Regions from separate parts of the Gossypium arboreum genome. Here region 2 is linked to region 1. Evidence: chromatin contacts called from public Hi-C data. All regions are on one chromosome and are shown on one strand. Each heading gives the region's core, a stretch centred on a gene start, on an enhancer-like site or on the middle of the called end of the contact. The rest is flanking DNA. Distances are from core to core; before and after follow the strand shown. Region 1 overlaps LOC108486239 (type IV inositol polyphosphate 5-phosphatase 3-like). Region 2 holds the start of LOC108484307 (probable choline kinase 1).

The links. Hi-C and Micro-C count contacts between places; a contact is called where the count stands out from the background.
Region 2: a Hi-C map of leaf shows a contact between it and region 1, with 2.5 times the contacts expected there. The contact joins the promoter of LOC108484307 here to the enhancer-like site in region 1. A contact is called at or near these places in 2 of 5 Hi-C or Micro-C datasets (both in leaf).

Annotation. Positions count from the first base shown.
Region 1 is chr6:81,382,185-81,385,513 of ASM2569848v2, reverse strand. It overlaps LOC108486239 (type IV inositol polyphosphate 5-phosphatase 3-like), which reads right to left. Exons shown (of 13, transcript XR_008284238.1): 12 at 2,857-2,906; 13 at 1,325-1,665. Among protein-coding and RNA genes, the nearest start is that of LOC108486239, 18 kb to the right of the region's middle. Within about 2 kb of position 1,828, at least 2 of the 2 cell types and tissues checked have an H3K27ac peak or open chromatin away from gene starts, as enhancers often do. A contact at or near this core is called in leaf, where this site is marked.
Region 2 is chr6:81,635,158-81,638,329 of ASM2569848v2, reverse strand. It overlaps LOC108484307 (probable choline kinase 1), which reads left to right and starts at 1,361. Exons shown (of 9, transcript XM_017788045.2): 1 at 1,361-1,498; 2 at 1,601-1,679; 3 at 2,140-2,522; 4 at 2,768-2,889; 5 at 2,971-3,166. The coding sequence starts at 2,172.

The DNA.
Region 1 (3,329 bases), core at 579-3,078:
AGATAATATTCCTAGTTCATCTAATTAGTAGAAGTATCTTTCATGTTCATCAATTGCAATTATTTAGACGCGTTTCTTACCATAAGCTTTTGACTAGGTTTTGTTTTACAAATACTAGTGATGGTGATTCATCTTTTTTTTTTAACAAAATCTCTAGAATCTTGTTGATATATCTAAGTTTCCACATGTCTTGCATCTAGACCTGTCCATGCGCCGGGCCATTTGATACGGTCTAAAAGCCCACCCAAAATATGGGAAGGTTTGGGTAAAACTATAGGCCCAAGAAATACGCTTGGGTTTAGGAATAAGGTCCATTTTAAAAATGAATCGGGCTTCATGTAAAGATTTTTCATCCTGAGCCCGGGCCGACCCATGTTTATTAACCCCAATTTTTTACCCTTGTTCCCCACTACCTAGTAGGCCTAGTCTTGATATTTCCCTTTCCCTTTTCCTTTCCAACCCCTATTTCCCCTTAATACCTATTCTCTAATTTTTTTTCCTTACTTATTGTTTCTTTGTCCTGGCTTCCACTGCTGCCTCTCTTCATTTTGCTGCTTTTCACTTATTTTAATTTCTTTATTTTTGCAGAAAATATTGAACGCGAGGATCTTTGATCTTTCACCTATTGTTCCCTTTCATTTCCTTTTCACGATCCTTCCTTTCCCTTTGGATCTACGTTTCCTTAGTTGAACCCAATTTTGTTCTCTTTTTACTACTTTCAAAAGTTTGGGTTTTTTTGGTTGCTTTGCTTTTTATTCATTTTGATTCCATTTGAATTCAATTTGATCGAAGAAAAAATCATTTGGATTCTCTCTTACAATACTCTAAACTTATTAAATTTCGATTGAATCGAAAAAAAGGGACAAAAAAGAAGAAACAAAGGTTTATTAGAATGGATCAATGAAATTAGGGTAAAAAACGAGCCAGGCCGAACTCGGGTTTAGCATATATGATATGGGTCGAGATTGGACAAAAATAGTAGCCCATTTTTTAGGTCAGGCCAGACCCAAACCTACCAATTGAGCTTAAAATTTCGATTGAGCCTAGCCCATGGACACCTCTACTCAGCATCCAAGGATATATTTTTCTCCTCCTACAAGATTAGAACCTTATTTTCATTTGGAAAACTGTACAACTTGCCTTGATGCATCTGCTCCTCGAGGGAGCTCAATTTGGCCCTGTTTGTCATGGATAGTTATTTCTTAGGCTACCCAACTTTGAAGAATGGATCTTTAGTGACTTAATACCAATCTATCACAACCTCGGAGTGACCCAAGATATCAAGCAACTCAATAAAGAAGAAGACTAGATGAAGAGAGGAGAATTTGAGAATTAAGTTGAAGAAGGAGAAAATTGATATTCATTTCAAATAAACTTGTGAAGTTGTTACAATGACAAATATATAGTACATATTTGCTAGTAACAAACTTGTACTACGGAGTATTATTTATCAACAATTGTCCTACCTTAGATTCCTTAAGTGTTCCTCCTCACAAGACCATTTCATCTTGATGTCTCAGTCTTGGTCCCTTGTTTTTGTCTCTAGCCCAACGACTCTATTTGTCTTAGATCGGCCCACTTTCTCCCTCTCTTCATTCGACCCTCTTCCATAGCCTGTCCATCTCTTCTGACCCTCTTCTAATCTGTCATTTTCCCCAATTTCCCCTAAAGCATATGTAAATTATGTAATAATACCGTCAGTATTAGGTTCTTTTCGCATTTATCTTTTTTTTATTATTTAATTTAGTTTCAAGAGTGACAGCCTAATTACGGGCTTAAATTATGCATCTTAGAGGAAAGATACACGAATCTAGGTTGTGAGCTTTGCTCATGTTATAGTGATGTGGCTGCCACTTCAAGCTTTATCTAGGCAAATAATGAATCATCTTAAGCTTTGTTAAGTGATAAAAGTCAAATGCAAGGTTCAAAGCGAATTTGCTATAATTCTAAACATTTTCTTATTACACATTACTGTGATCCTTGTTTGTGTTTCTTTTCTTTTGTCAAGCATAAGCATGAAACTTAAATTCCCTAGTTAAGCAAACACCAGTTTTAATAATATCAAATGAACAAAACCAAGACAATAAAATTGTGCTGAGAATGAACAAATTCATATGCTTAAATTTATTGAGACTTTTCAACAAACATTACATATGCATGGTATTCTGTACAATATAACTCTATCACTGGTTCTAGCCTCCAGCAATACTCGCACGCAAGCTTAATAGATAATAGCAGCAAAAGATATTAAACAATTAAATCAGTTGAAGTCAAAAGCTAAAGCAGTGCTCCTTGGTGGCCGAAGAATTGTCAGTCAAAAGCTTAAGCACTGGCTACTCTTGTCATTAATAAATTCGTACCTTTCAAAAGAAAATAAAAATTCGATTCGATGGTTAAGGATTAGATTGAATGGTGTTTTTTTCTAGGATGACTGACAAAACCTATTCCTTCATCTCAATTGTGTAATTGATGAAAGAAATCAGGATTTAAGAGATTACAGAAGAATGTAATTTCAGAAGGTCAAAGGCGTACACCAAAAAGTAGCAACTTCAAAAAAGCGTGCATTGATTAAATATCTTTACATCGTCAGCTTTCTCTGAGATAGAAAAAACTGCTAGCAGAAGAGCATATCTAGATAAACTTTATGCTAATACTTATACAATGATACAACGATTATGTAAAGATATGCTCAACTATATCTAGATATGCTCTTGTTTAAGAGCCTATTTGTGAAATTCCTAGTGCTGATGCATTTATACAATGATTGAAATATACAATACAGTAACAAAATCAAAGAATGAAATGAATGAATCTAAGGTGTAGGTAATATAAAGAGTTGTAGACTCTCACCCTAACCTTCAAAGTCTCAAGCATAGATTAGAATTCCTTGATGCTCTGCCAGCAAACTATCCTGCATCGAAAAGCAAACCATTTTATTTAAAGAAATATAAGCATATATTTAAGTTCAAGTTTAATCAATATATATCTTCCAAATATTGGACACCATATAGACAAGTAAATTGCCAATGCTAACTGCTGAAGTTATCCTCGACCCAAAACTTATTGGGTTTCTATAAAACGATGAAATTGCCACATCGATAGACTTGCTTCACTTATTGGGTTTTCTAGTTTTAAATTGCTATTTTATTTTATTTTTAAATTAATTATTTGAATTTCTATTTTAAATTTAATCATCTACCTTTACATCCATAAATAAAGGTTTTATTAATAAATCAAGGGTGCTATTTCAAAAGCCTTCCGTTACTCTAATTATTAGAGCTTTCGTCTAATGACATAGTTCTTGATCTTGGCCTATACACGTTTCTTAT
Region 2 (3,172 bases), core at 112-2,611, 250 kb before region 1:
TACATTTGTTTACTAAGAGGTTTCAAAAAATAATTAATAAATCAAACCGAAAATACTTGAATGTATGTATTTATTTTGAAACTTTTTAGATAATTACGTTTATTTTCTTTAAATTAAGAGTTATATTTTAACTTCATGAATTAATTAATTATTTTATTATTTTCCACATGTAAATATTTTATTGGGTTATCTCGAGTAATAAATTATATCTCGTTAAAAATATTCCACATATAAAATTCCACATCATCTCGTTAACTTTTTCAACTGTACTTTCATCAAATCATTAAGAAAAGCAATTTGAAAGAAAAAAAATGTTGATGGCCAAAAAGATAAAAAAACAATTAGGACTATTTTGACAAAACATATAAACGTTAATGGCCAAATTTATCATTAAACCAAAAATATTTATAAAATAACTTTGAAACTTTGACAAATAATATTCTAAAATCATAAAATAAAGTTAATTTTATAAAATAAAATTTTCAAATAAAATTAGGATGAAAAAACTAATAACCATATTAAACAAGGTAGGTAGTACCGTAGCAATGGGTGTACTGTTTTTGTCTTGGTACCGATACATATTGGTATCATCATATTTTGGTATATCGTTTCAATTTATCGAATTTTAAAATATTTTTCACACATACACACATTTAGTTTCTTGATAAATTATAATATACATTTAAATATTTTTCATATATAAATATTTCTAGTCTAATTTGTTGGATTCTTAATAAATTATATATTATTTTGATAAAATATAAAATATATTATATATACATGCAAATATATCTCAATTACATCTATATAAATATATTTTTATGTAAATATAAAATATAAAATATAAAATTATTAATTAATTTCAATAATTTAATTTAAGATGTTTTAATTTAAATATAATTATAAAAAAATTAAAATAGGTCTAGGTAAAAATATTAAGAATTAGTTTAAAATATTAAAATTTTATAACAATTAAAACGGATCGGAACAAGTTAGTATTGATCGAAATGAGCTAAAGCACACAAAAAATTGGGCTAAAATGAAACATAATTTACTTGATACCTATTTAGGAGTGAAATAATACATACCAACGGATAAAATTAATACCGATTATCATGATACTAAATCAAATTAAAAATTAAAAACCTCCCAACCTAACCGAACTATATCAGCCGCATTCTCTTAAAATCACAAAAGTTGTATAATAAAAATCACAAAAGGAGATAAGATTTAACTTAAGTGGGTTGAAAAATGAGATAAAAAAATGGAATCTTTGATGAACCAAGGTCCAACTCCAACCAAATTCTAGTTAGGGGAAAATCAGAGTCTAGCTGGATGGTTTCCCACGTGTACATGAATAATAGGTCTGTCTCATTTTAACGGATCTTGGGACGTGACAGACAGTGTTACAGGATTCCCCTGCCCCCTCCAATTAAATATTAAGACCGGATAGAAAGAAGACTAGGCGGGAGAGCTTATTGGATCTGCAAAGAGAAAAGTATACTTACTATTATTAATTTAATACAAATCAGCCGCAGTTTTCAGTCGTTGCTTTGGGTCTTTTTTGTTTATATTAAATCTTCTTAGCGTTCTTCTTCAGAGATTCTTGGACTTGGACTCCACAATAAAAGAAACAAAAAGGTTTTGGTGTGCCAGCTTGCAACTTTCTATTCTCTCTGGTGAGTGCTGTTAATGTCTCTTTTTGTGTAAATTCTGTGTTTCTTTCTGGTTTTCTCCATCTTTTGAACTTTTTTGTTGATTTGAGATGAACTCTTTCTTTGACAAGATATAAGGATTTGGAATTGATTAAACCTCGATGGTTGAATTGTTTGCCATATCAAAATATTGAAAGTTTTCCTCAAATGGGGAGATTTTTTTTGTTTTTTAATCCAGTTTTGATATCCAGAGGTTGGCTGGGAAGATCTCCCTTTTATGAATGTATTTGAAGATTTGAGATTGTAACCTTGTTGAAAGGCTTGGATCCTTACGGTTTCCGTTGACTTTTTTGTAGGATTCTTTCTGGGTTATTTCAGTGTTGAATTGTTTGTTTTCTTTTCAAAGACTATATTGTTATTTTATCTTAATTTTATGAAAGTTCTGTGTCGAAGGTATAATCTTTTCTGGGATCTTTGATTATAGGTAAAAGGATAGTCAAAATCTTTGATACGCAAATGGCTATAAAGAAGAATGGATTCATTCCAAGTTCTGCACCAGAAGAACTGAAGAATGTTTTGAAAGCGGTAGCATCCGAATGGGGAGATAAGATCCAAGATATGGAAGAATTCCATGTGATCCCACTGAAGGGAGCTATGACTAACGAGGTTTTTCAGATAAACTGGCCGACAATACATGATGATCTTCATCAGAAGGTGTTGGTCAGGATTTATGGTGAAGGAGTGGAATTGTTTTTCAATAGAGATGATGAGATTAGGACCTTTGAGTGCATGTCCAAGCATGGTCAGGGACCGAGGCTACTTGGGCGGTTTCCTGATGGGAGGATTGAGGAATTCATCCATGCCAGGGTATGTGAAAGTTTCTCTGGAAACTTAAACATTTTATGATTTATCTTTATGTCTAATATTTGCACCACCCCATATTGTACATCTTAACCACAGTTCATATATTACAAGTTGGCTGACTATGATAATCAATTTTAATTGACAACCACTGCTAGATTCAATAGTGAATCAGGGATGTTTTTGCTTCAGGCTTCTATATCTTTTGATATGCTTTTCACCTTTCAATTTTTCTTTCTTTGATATACCAGACACTCTCTGCTGCTGACCTCCGTGACCCTGAAATATCTGCTCTGATAGCAGCTAAATTGAGAGAGTTCCACAATCTGGACATGCCTGGTCCAAAGGATGTGCTTCTCTGGAAGCGATTGAGGTGCCAATATGCACGTTTGATGTTAGTGCTTTTTATATTTTGAGTTGATAAGTAATTTGATCCCTTTTTGCTTCTTACCAGGACCTGGCTTGGTCATGCAAAGAAATTCTGTTCACCAAAAGATGCAAAAGACTTTTGCTTGAATGTTCTAGGTGATGAAATCAACGTACTAGAGAAAGAGTTAGCAAAGGACTATCAAGAAATTGGATTTTGTCACAACGATTTACAATATGGTAACATAATGATGGATGAAGAGACAAGAGCAATTACCCTAATCGTGAGT